Linked DNA regions of Rattus norvegicus: region 1 is linked to region 2. Evidence: chromatin contacts called from public Hi-C data. All regions are on one chromosome and are shown on one strand. The core of a region is the stretch at or near the end of the contact, and the rest is flanking DNA. Distances in the headings are between cores, read along the strand shown. Region 1 has its middle 29 kb from the start of Sod2. Region 2 holds the start of Fndc1 (fibronectin type III domain containing 1).

Evidence for each region. Hi-C and Micro-C count contacts between places; a contact is called where the count stands out from the background.
Region 1: a Hi-C map of Schwann cells shows a contact between it and region 2, with 4 times the contacts expected there. The contact joins the enhancer-like site here to the promoter of Fndc1 in region 2. A contact is called at or near these places in 12 of 12 Hi-C or Micro-C datasets (the A7r5 cell line, the Rat2 cell line, Schwann cells and 7 more) and 1 of 1 datasets of contacts at active chromatin or transcription factors (oligodendrocytes).

Annotation. Positions count from the first base shown.
Region 1 is chr1:50,018,230-50,024,389 of GRCr8, forward strand. No RefSeq gene overlaps it. Among named protein-coding and RNA genes, the nearest start is that of Sod2, 29 kb to the right of the region's middle. Within about 2 kb of position 2,727, at least 1 of the 93 cell types and tissues checked has an H3K27ac peak or open chromatin away from gene starts, as enhancers often do. A contact at or near this core is called in Schwann cells, where this site is marked.
Region 2 is chr1:49,684,991-49,691,148 of GRCr8, forward strand. Fndc1 (fibronectin type III domain containing 1) reads left to right here and starts at 1,866. Exons shown (of 23, transcript NM_001412560.1): 1 at 1,866-2,164. The coding sequence starts at 2,065.

The DNA.
Region 1 (6,160 bases), core at 1,477-3,976, 330 kb after region 2:
AAGCAAAGTCCCAGCTCTAGCAGAAAGCACAGCCGCTACAGCATAGGCCTATGGGCCTGAGCCAGGCTGAGCAGCGCAAGTTAGCCCCACTAAGACCACTGAGGTGGGTGGACGCATAGCAGCTCTGCCTCAGAACTGATGAGGTCAATAGCTCACTGAAAATGACTGGGGGTTGTGGAGGCCCAGACAGGATAGTTTCCCCATCACTGTCCCTGGTTGAAGAAGCTGAGACTAGTGACGTGACTGCCTGGTGCTAGGTTGGAGCTTGTTCACACTGCTTTTCTGGTACCCCTTAGCTGTCCAACACTAATTGGCACTGGCTTGGAGATGGCAGTGGTGAACCTCAGAGATCTGCCCAACCTCTGTAAAAAAATGTTTCTTTAGATACAACTGTCTTACGGGCATACAGAAGAGCAGTTCAGGGGTCAAATGATGGCACTCTGCATGAGTAGGAAACAGCACTGCTGAGTGTCGATGGTGAAGATTGTTGGACGGTGGGCTACCAGAAACCAAGAAGCTATTACACTATTTCTGGTTGCATGCAAGAACTGGATGATGAGCGCTTGTTACTGAAGACATTTCACGCTGTGGCTTTAGAACATGGAGAAGTCAGGTTTAGTTTGCTCCTTTTTCTGGCTGGCTTTCATGGTGCTGGAAGGTGCTGTGGGAGTTGGGGGCAGGGGGAGGGGAGGTGGGCTGTCACCATTCATCCTGTTCAACTACAGATTCTAACATGTTAAGTAAGGTGTGCCCACTGGTTACAATAGTGGCAACTGTTGATATCTGGGTTGTGACAGGAGCAACCAGGTGATTTCTTGAGTTTAACAACCATTTCGCATTCATATCTATAACTGTATACCAGAGCAAAAGCCTATGGTTGGAGGCTCTAATGGCTATTTCTGGTTGTCAACTTGACTATATCTGGAATGACTTACAATCCTGGAATGAAGACAAACCTGCGATCCAGATCTTGAGGCTGGAAGACACACATTTCTGACCTGGATCTTGGCATGGAGATGTTGAGGCATAGTGGCCATGAAAAGCTTAGGCCCAGGCTAAGGTAGTAGATCTACACTTTTAATCACAAGAGACTGAGACGAGGAGATCTTTGAGTTCAAGGTCAGCCTGGGACAAAGCAAGTTCCAGATCCAGGCATAGTGATACATACCTTTAATCTGGGTCACACCTTCTGCTGAGACCTACATAAGGACATTGGAAGAAGGAAGATTCACTCTTCTTCCACTGCTTGCACTTACTTGCCAGCACATCTGTTGGAACCTATAAAAGACCAGCTGAAACAACTAGCCTCATAGGACTGAGCAACACCTAGATACTTGTATTTCCCATCCACAGCTGGATTAATTGGAGTACAGATTGCAAGTCTTCACAATAAATTTCCTCAATATAGAGAGACATTTCATAAGTTCTGTGACTCTGGAGAACCCTGACTAATACAGAGGCTCATGGGCCCAGTGGGGTAGCCAGTGATATTGTTTTGTTAAACGGATGATAGGCCTATCTAATTGTCTTCTAAATATTTCTGTTTATACCCTTGGATTTCTGCTGCTAGCAGCTGGTCAAGGAGAAAGACTTCTTTTTGCAGTGGTTGGTATACTTCAGAGACTCCTCAAGGTCTTAAAAAAAATGACTTGTTATGAAATAGTTACTCAGTGCTTTACCCATCGAAGGAATGACATAATCAGGTAATATTGCTTCCTCAAGGATCAGAGAACATTGTATAAAAGAAAACCAAAAGAATATAAGAATGGAGAAAGGGGTGGAGTGCTGTGCAACTATCTCCTCCTAGAGGGAGGAGGGAGGAGGGGAGGAGGAGGACTGAGGCTCATAGGCTCAGAAAATAGATGAAACATGCAAGGCCCAGGAAGTAAATGAAATCTACAAGGCCAGGAGTTCCCAGAAGTTGTAAGATTCACAAGATCCATTCCTCCCTGGGAGATATATATATATATATATATATATATATATATATATATATATCAGTAATAATTAGTGGGGAGACCTGACTGTGATCCACTGAGATGCCTAAAAAGTGCAGGATGGTCCAGGTATACAGTTTTTATAAATCGCCATCCATACAGAATATGTGGGAGGGGAGTGCTATTCCATGACGTCATCCATGCTGGGTAGGCTAGCCCATGATGCAGCTGCCTTTGAGCTATCCATGTTCCTGTCAGTCACACCTCATTCATCCCTTGTAAGTAACACTAATAAACTCACTGGTTCACAAAGCTAGACTTGGGTGGAATCATTCCATGGCCTGTTGTCGGCACCCTATCTGGAGTGAATAGATATTTGTCAATATCTCCCTAGAGAAGATCAATCAGTGGTGGAGGGGAAGAGGAAAGGATGTTGAGAAATAAGAATCATACAATCCTTGGTGAATTTCTAAGAACTACAAGTTGGCCCCATCTTATAAAACTAAAACAGCTTCTCTCACAACTCAGCAATTTTATTACTGAGCCAAGGGTACACAGTTGGGCCCACAGCTTCAAGACATAGAGGTATGATGGCCAAAGAGTTTATCCATCTAGGCTGTCTTCACGGTTCCAAATCACAGAACGGATCTTCTCAGCCCTCAGAGAAAGGAACTGTGGCAATGGACCAAATGGAAATAAAAAGACTGACTTCTTATCCTGAGGCCTGTCATCGTGCTCCTGCATTCTCCTGCTAGGACCATAGCACAGGCCTGTGGTTTCCTCCCACTCCCACACGCACACTGGTTTCATCCTTGTTTGTGGCAGCAGCCATTGTGATGTCCCTCTCTGTCACACAGTCAGAGACACACTGAGCCTAACACAAGATGCTTATCAAAGCCGGAGCCCAAAGTCTAATTGAATAAAATATACAGGAGATAGTTTCATCCTGGCCAGCAGCCTTCTCCCCAAGAAAGTAAACAACCAGACATTTTGTTTGTTGAAGCCATCCAAAAACAGATCAGTCATTGTGTGGCATCAAGCACACGGGCCTCGTGGAAGTCCATGACGCTAACCTACTTCATGCAATGAAAAGTGGCCTGTATTCCCTAGGAAGCTGGGCCAATGCAGTGTCTTGGATATGTGTGTTAGACAGAGCAAAACTGATGGCCGTGCAGAGATAGAGAGAGCTTATAGCTCTGGCCTCACCCACACCATGCTGTGGCCCAGAGCCACCATACCCAGGCAGCAATCTATGCCAAGGAGATGGGCCTCCATGGTATCCATCATGCTATGATCTACAACACAGAATTGCAGCTGTCCATCTGCATCTATCACCTTAGCAAGATGCTTAATGTATTCTGATCGCGGCAGTTGATAATGGCACATCTTATTGCAATAGAAGTATATAGATAAACGTGTAACTATGCTCATGGTTAATTCGTTTCCATAGACAAAGTCAATGCTTATGGAAAAATAAATAAATGAATGAACAAGAATCTGGGCGTGGCCATGCACACCTGTCCTCCCAGCAGTTGGGAAGTAGAGGCAAGAAGATTAGGAGTTCAAGATCATTCTTGAAAAAAATAGAGAATTCAAGAATGGCCTGGGGTTATAAAAGCCCATCTCAAAGTGAAGGTGGGAAGTCAGGGATGGAGGGAAAGGGGGAAGTAAGAGAGAGAGAGAGAGACAGACAGACAGACAGACAGGAAGAAAGAAAGAAAGAAAGAAAGAAAGAAAGAAAGAAAGAAAGAAAGAAAGAAAGGAAGAAAAAAAGGAAGGAAGGAAGGAAGGTGAAAGGAGACAGAAAGGAACAGAGGGAGAGGAAACAAAAAGTTTTCTGCTTCTCCTCATGATGTCGTTTGGTCTAATGGTGGTAGAAGTTATGTTGAGGGTCTCACTATACTGCCCAGGTTGTTCTGGGCCCAAGCAAGCCCTGCCTTGGCCTTCAAAACAGCTGGGACTACAAGCACATGCCAGTGGGTCCCACAAGTTTCCCATTTTTCTATAGTTCTTTCTCTGTCTTTGCTTTTGCTTTAGGGCTTTCAGGATTAGATGATTGCAGAAGACAGACAAGAGGGTTTCAGTGAAGGGTAATATAGCTGATTCCCAGTAAGGAGAAGGACACTTTGTGTGAGTGTCAGCTGGTGGCGCCTTTAAGCGCACTGAGCAAAGCACAACGCCACTTGGTGTTTCCCTACATATTACCCACTTTGTACACTCCTGAATCAGGCCTGTTCTGCCCATCAATCACTGAGGTGGAGGGCTTTGCATAACAGAGTTGATTCGCAAAGTAGCCAACCATGGAGACAGGTAACAGAGTCCGAAGTTGGCTTTGCCAAGGATAAGGTTCAAGGATATCATGGGATGAGGTACTTGGCAGCGGATGGCCAGTGACCTAATCGTCGTAACTAGTCTTCACTGTTCTTCTCAGGATGGGAATTCAGAAAACAATCCGAGGTGGAAGTCTGTGGCCTCCTGACATCAGAAGGTCAGTCAGGTCCAACTAAAATGTGGTAGAAGTTACCTTCCAATCACGGAAAAGGAGCCCAGGCATGCAGCTGCTACCGTAAAGCCACAGGCCAGAGATGTCACCCACAGCAAGGTTAGCTGCACAGTTGGAGCACCTGAAAGCTTTGTTTTACAGCCAGCTAAAAGCCATAGTTACAAACAAGGGCAGCCACACACAGGTCACACAGGGTTGCTCTCAAGTGTGTACTTCTTGCACTGGGTGAGCTGAACCTCCACTCTCCAACGACTGAAGGGCTCTCAGCCACATTTCTGACTGACTCCAGTGCTCTCTGTGAGTCACATCCCTGCCGGGGCCAGTTTGTGCTTAATTCAAAGCTTCCCTCTAGGTTACACTTCACCACGAGCTGTGGGTATCACCAAGAGGTCATAGGTAGAGAATATGAAACCAAGTTTCATATTTGGTTTTTGTCCTGTAGTTGAACTATAAAACAGTTCTGTTCTTTGTTGATGTCAGGATTGTGTACAATTTAACATTGCGAATGGAGTGTTGGGGGATGGTTTTGTATACTGTGTATTCAGATGCTTATGTATATGCCCAGACAGCTACTTGCAGTCCGGATGATGGTATGGTCTTATATCTTATATCTCAATGTTACCTAAAAGTTGTTTTCCATCACCTTCTTTTTTTTTTTATAATGGCTTTTCGATGATTATTCTTTTCTAATTTTTTATTATATATTTCTTTACTTACATTTCAAAGGTTATTCCCCTTCCCGGTTTTCTGTCCATAAGCCCCCATTCCCTCCCCTCCCCCTCCCCCATATGGGTATTCCCCCTATACATCCCCCTTATTGTGCTCCCCCATATTCCCCTGCACTGGGGGTCCAACCTTGGCAAGAGCAAGGGCTTTCCATTCCACTGCTCCCCAACAAGGCTATTCTCTGCTACACATGCAGTTGGAGCCCTGGGTCAGTCCATGTGTAGTCTTTCGGTAGTGGTTTAGTCCCTGGAAGCTCTGGTTGGTTGGCATTGTTGTTTTTATGGGGTTGCAAGCTCCTTCAACTCTTTCAATCCTTCCTCTAATTCCCCCAAAGGGGGTCCTGTTTGCTGCTAGCATTGACCTCTGTATTGGACATGCGCTGGATGTGTCTGTCAGGAGAGATCTTTATCTGGTCCCTTTCAGCATGCATTTTCTAGCTTCATCAATCTTATCCAGTTTTGGTGGCTGTATATATAAGGGCCACATGTGTGTCGGGCTCTGAATGGCCATTCCTTCAGTCGCTGCTCTAAATTTTGCTTCCATATCCCCTCCTATGAATATTTTCCCCCTTTTAAGGAGTGGGAGCATCTGCATTTTGGTCATCCTTCTTCTTGAACTTCCTGTGGACTGTAGTTGCATCTTGGGTAATTTGAGCTTTTTGGCTAATATCCACTTATCATGAGTATACCAAGTGTGTTTTTCTGTGATTGAGTAACCTCACTCAGGATGATATTTTGTAGCTCATTCCATTTGCCTATGAATTTCATGAAGTCATTGTTTTCAATAGCTGAGTAGTACTCCATTGTGTAGATGTACCACATTTTTTTAATCCATTCCTCTGTTGAAGGGCATCTGGGTTCTTTCCAGCTTCTGGCTATTATTAAAAAAAAAAAGGTTGCTATGAACATAGTGGAGCATGTGTCTTTGTTGTATGTTGGAGTATCTTTTGGGTATATGCCCAAGAGAGATATAGCTGGGCCCTCAGGTAGTGGAA
Region 2 (6,158 bases), core at 616-3,115:
TGCCAATCTCTTTTCTTCACAGCCCATCAGTCTTCCTAGCCATTGTTTCCAGATGATCCTAGGATGTGTCTGGCTCTCATGCCCTACTGATCTCCCAGCTGCGTGCCCCAGTCTTTCCCCGAGGGGTTATTGGAGCCTCGCCCTGGTTTCTCTCTCTCCTGCTGGGAGTTCTGAGCCCAGCACCCTGTCCCTGTTGGGTGGCTTGTCTAGGAGATTTCCTTCTTTCAGGCTGCATCTCTTGGAACCAGAGCCATGGCTCATTTTGGCTACTCTATTAGACTTCTCTGGCCACTGTAACAAAGCACACTGGGTGGGTGGCATAAACTTTGGAAGTTTCTTTTGTTGCAGTTGTGGAGACAGAGGTCTAAAATTAGGTCTGCTGGCCTTACAGCTCAGGCTGCAGGGCTATGTACAGGCCCTGGTGAGAGCCTCGTCCTGTTCCTGGTAGCTGCTTGTATCCTTTGACCTTCAACTGCCTCCCTCTCCTGTCATGCTCTCTGGTCACAAGTCTTTCCTTATATGTAGATCAAGCCCCTCTCTTCTTTTTATATGAGCACATATGATACATTCATAGCCTAAACTCCCGAGAATGCTCGATTGAACCACGGACCTTCCCCCCATGTGAGGTACCTAATACACACAGCCTCTAGTAATGAGGACAGACATTTTTGGGGACTGAGTTTCAGCAAACCATGGCCTCTGCCCTTCACCATCATGGACCGAGGAGGAAGAGAAGAGTCTATCATCAGTTCCACCTAGAGAGATTCCTACCTCTGACTGAGCAGCTAGAACTGACCACAGGAGCCCTGGACCAGCAGACTTGGAACACACTTGAGAGAGTGGGGAGTGTGGAAGGAACCTGGCACTCCCGAAGGAAGATCAAGCTGGGGAGACAAAAGTGAGGGGCCAGACAAACCAAAGCCCTAAGGAGCGAGGCAAGAGTGTTTGTTTAACTATAGAATGTTCCAGAACTCTAAAGAGGGGATCAATGGAGAGCCCTCCTGGGGGAACCTGGAGACTTCGCTGCAGGTCACGATTAGGGAAGAGGTGCCAGTCAGCCTGGGCTTAGCGTGTGGATGTCTTGATTTTGTTATTTTTGTTTCCGTAGGGATTCCATGTTTCACTGATATCCTTCCATTCTTTATTTAATGTTGTGGTCAAGTTTGGGGTTGCCACGTCGGCGATCCGATTCCGTATTCTGTCGCTTTTCAGTGGCATCAGGTTGGTTTGCAGTGCTGCCTCCCTAGCGCGAGTCTTTGTCGCCTCCAGGGGCGCTCCTACTTCGCCAGTGTCTCAAGCTGAGGGTGGACCAAAACCCAGACTGTTATCCCGCACAGCGGGACCCCAAGGCGCTGTTTAAATTACGGAAAGGGAGGTCAAATGAGTTCTTGGCCCAGCTTTTGCGGCGTGCTTAAAGCCTGTTTCCGTTCCAAGAGGGATCACGCGCTCCTGCGCAAAGACAGCCAGGAGCTGCCGCAGCTAGTGTAGTTCATCACCCTTTCCCAAGCGCTCTGGCTGCGTGGGAAGTATACCGCGAGCCCACAGACCACTGTCTTGTGCAGAAAAGGGTGGAGGGTCCTGGCTGGGTCCCCGAAAATGAAATCACACAGAGAGGCTGGGAGGTTTAAGGGGACAAAGTTCACGCCCTGTCTTAGCACCGATTGTTTGCAATAGGTCACTTCCCCGGCCAGAAAGTATTAGAGAATTAGACAAAAGGAGGAGACTTTCCTGGTCACTTTTCCTGGTGCAGATTTTTAATTTCACAAAAAACCGAGTGGGGTTCCGGGACTTGCGCCCCGCCCGCTTCGTGGGTTCTCGTCGCGCGCGCGCCGGTAGGGGGCGCCCGAGCGCAGCTAAAAGGCGCTGCGGGCAGCGGGTGGCCTCAGTGGCGGAGCGCGGCCGCGGTGCGTGACCGGGAGCGGTCGCCGAGGGGCTGCAGCGCCGCTGGCACAGGACACCGGACGCCCGGCCACGGGCACCCGACGCGTTGCTCTGCACTTCCCTCACTGCGGTCCGCGCCCTGCCCGCCACCCACGCTCGGTCCCCACGCATTCCGGGCTCCCGATGGCCCCCGAGGCCAGGGCGTCCCCGCGCCTGCTGCTCAGGGCGGCGCTGCTTCTCCTGGCGGCGCTGCTCCCTGTAGCTTCCTCAGCGGGACCCCCAGGTACGCGCACTCTGGATTCCGCGGTTGGTCCCGCTGTCCTCTTCTCTGCCCACTGGCTTGTCACTCTGGGGACTGCTGTCCCGCTCTGGCTCTGTGTTGCCCGCGTGCATGTCTTGTCACTAACCTGTGCATCCTTGTGAGTGGTGTCAGGACGCGCTGGGTGTGGGCACTGGACAGTCAGAGTATGGGAGATGGGCTTGTCATCACCAACCGCACAACAGAACTGGGAAATGGAACTTGTCTAAGTGCCCTCACTTTCCAGGCAAAGGAAAAGAGAGGTGACTTTGGCATCGCACGGGGTAGGGGGCACTTTCTTTGGTCAAACTCTTCTCGGGGTTGAGGGTGAACATCTTTTTGTCATCTTCTTCACCTGACTGGATGTAGGATAGGGTCACTGGGGAACTCCGAGGGAAGCTAAGAGGCAGGATTGACTGACTGTACTCCAGGACCTGCAACTGTTGAAGTCCTTGCAGCCTTGGGAACTTTGCAGCTGGAAGAAGACATTTGTCTTTCGAGGGGAGAGGGAAGCCGCGCAGTCAGTGAGTTCCAGAAAACTTAACCCTTTCCAAAGGTCAGGCTGCAGCCTGAATGGACCCTTGCTTTGCACAAGAGGCTTGGCTGGCTCCTGTTTTCTTGAGTGTTTCACCTAGATGGTCAGTCAGTAGTGGGCTCTCATCCCTATGTCCTTGCGTCTTGGTTTCTAGCATGCATGCGTTTCCACACTTGGGAACGGTGGCTTTTATTTATGTCCTCTATTTGTAGGAACTAAAAAGTGGACTCCCCCACCCCACCCTTTCTCGTATTGCTCATTTCCATCAGGGCTCAAAACAAGACAAACTTCTTTTCCAACAAGCGCTACTAGTTTTGTATGCTGGTTTCTGCATTGATCTCCCCATAAGGATAAAGGGAGAGACCTCGGTGACCTCTTTGGTCGTTGTCATGCATATTGCCTGGTAGTGTCTGATGCTCTGACGGTGAGTTTCCCTTTTGTAAAAGGGTCATACAGAAGCAGGGGCCTTTTCTCTTCTGTTTGTGATCTCGAGGCAAGCATTCACTTCATATTTTATACAACGCCTGATGGAATGAGTCTCTTCTAGTTTCCCGTCTCCCCACCTACAGTCCCACAGCCTCGCTCTTTCTAAGCTAAAGTGTTCGGGGCTCTGAGTTCTTGTTACAGAAAGCGATCTGAGAGTGGGGCACTGGTAAGTGAGCTTTGTGATGGTTCCAGCCTCCCTCCTTCCTTTCTGAGTCCACAGTCAACTTAGGATGGGTTCTGCTTGTGAGTGTGGGAAGGCAGGGCTGTTTGTGCTCCTCATGGGTTGGGCAGTGTTGCCAGTGGCCGCTCTTTCTCTCGCTCTTTCTCTCGCTCTCTGCTCTGCAAATCCCTGCACTTCGGAATGTTGGAACTGGAAGACGTGTTGGCACTTCCCTCTACTGCGTTGACGTGGGATCTGCAGTAAAATGATGACCAGACTAGAAATGGACAAAGGAGACAAGCACATCTCCAAGTGCCTATTTACCGTACTTAAGTTCAATTAGGGAAGGGAAGAAGTGGGCATAGCAGCTTGCAGATAGCTCCTGCGCCGGGGAAGAAATCACGAAGCAGCATGTAATTTATTCCATGGGCTCCTTGAGGAGCCTTCCTGTCTGTCTGTCTTGCCGTTCGCAGTTTGCAGCAGCTGCTTGGATTTGTGTCTGGTGGGGCAAAGCCTCGGGCAGACGTAATTCATGATTCCTGCGAGTGGCAGCTGTCCGCCCCGTCCCTCCTCTTTTGGGTCCAGCATTTCTGAAAGGCAAATTACCCAGAGCCACAGGCATTCTTCTTGTAGCACACATGGAAGACTCTCATCTTGGGACAGATTAAAAAGAACAAAGTAGCAGGTGATGCCCCCCCCCATCACTACCATAGGTTACTAGGCAAACATTAAAGTAACAGGGGTGCAGGGGTTGGGGATTTAGCTCAGTGGTAGAGCACTTGCCTAGCAAGCGCAAGGCCCTGGGTTTGGTCCCCAGCTCCAGAAAAAAAAAAGTAACGGGTGCACCCAAGTCCATAGGACCGAAGCCATCCATGCACTTACAGCAGACACCCAGGGATGGCTAGGGGCCATCTTTAGTTTCTTCTAAAAAAGCTAAAGATCTTTTTAACTAAGTCCACAAGGTCAAAGCTATCCTCAAAGTAATATGAGTTCACTCTTGGCCTCTTTCCTGCATCGATATTCACCTGAATGGTGTAAAAGCTTGCTGGGTATAATAGATGGTACCTGACAGGGTCCAAGGCTTGGACACTGAAAACACTAAGTGTTTAACCCCAGGGATAAACACCTGTGGGACTCCCAGTCAGCACTTGAGTAGCTTGCTTTCTAAGTGGAATGTAGTATTTACTTTTAAAAAAAAAGTCTACAGACAAACTCTAGCTGCTGACTTGAATAGTTCCCGTACAGTTTTTTTCCTTCAAAAAATGAGCAAAGTGAGCCTGGTGCCTCTGCTAAAGTAATTGCACGAATTTCTTGTCAGTGATGCAACTTGAGTTTCTTGAGCTTGAAGGCAGCTAAGCTGTCTCTCCCCTGGTAGGTTTGAAACGCTTCTCTGTAGTAGAAACCTTTCCAATGGCAACAGTGACAGGAATGAATGTGGTTTTAATAGCAATATGAATGAAAATGTGCCTTCGAAATGTCACACGATGAAACACAGTGAGTCCAAATAGCGATCACACAAAATAGTGTATACAGGGGCCCAACATGGTGGCAAGCATCTGCAAAACCAGAGCTCCTGTAGCAAGAAAGATGGGAGGTGGAGATGGGAGAGCCTTCAAGTTACTTACGGTTGTAAGTCAGGTGCTCAGGAATGCACAAGGCAGCGACAGAAACAAAAGAGACTCCATCCCGATAAGGTAGAGCACGAGATCAGTCTTCCCAAGACCATCTTCCGGCCTCCATGTGCAAGTGTGCACTTACATGTGCATATGCCAGGGCATGTGTGAATACACAGCACACTTACACACACAATGCACACACAGGCACACAAACGCACACGCAACGCACATATGCATGTATACACACAGGCACATATGCATGCACACACATAATCTACTGTCTATCTTGAACTGTTCACAGGGCCTTGTACATGCTAGACACACTGCTCCTGAGTTATACCCTCATTATAAATGAATTAATTGTTAAATTAGCATAATCCCTAGTATAGTAAGGAAAGATAGATGGCAGACTCCCCATTGAAGTATAACTTTTATGGGAACCTTGTAAGTTTAAAGGTAGAAAGGGATCCAGAGGCCACAGAGTTTTTTTTACAGCTCCTGGGATACACGGGTGAATGGAAATTAGAAGTCCAGACACCTGAGGCAGAGTCTTAACGTCTTCATGACCTCTCTACTGGCTGTCTGTATTTGTGGGTAGATGTGGTCAGTGAGACCCTCTCATCGTTAGAAGCCCTGGAAACTTTCCTGTGGCCTGGGCAGCTCCAACTCTTTGGTGTTTCTTTCCACTCATGCCTTTGCAAGCAGGTGGACCCTTTGGCTTCAGTCTGTGCTCCGGAGCCTAGCAGGCAGATGACCCATATCACTCTTTTGTGAGCATAGAAAGCATTATTGTAAAATTAGGGGTGCAGTGGGATTGCAGGATGACAATTCTTGTCCCTAGGAAGCTGTCACTAGAAAGTCCCCATGTCACCAACATGTGACAATATCTACATGTAAGTGGTAATGACCCATCCCTTGTCTATGGGAGGGACATGGATGTGGACTGTGTTCTATCCCTATGTTTGCTGTGAGGAATGACCACACACCTGGCTCAAAGCAGCAGGAATTATTATAAGATAGTACTGGAGGTCAGGAGTCCAGATTGGGTCTCTTGGGGCTAAAATCCAGGGCTGTGTTCCCTTGGGAGACATGGGGCACGAGTGGGTTTCTTCACTTCCAGCTCCTGAGTGCTCACCTTTCTTGGCTCTGGAGACTTAGGAAGAGACCTTTGGGTACCACTAC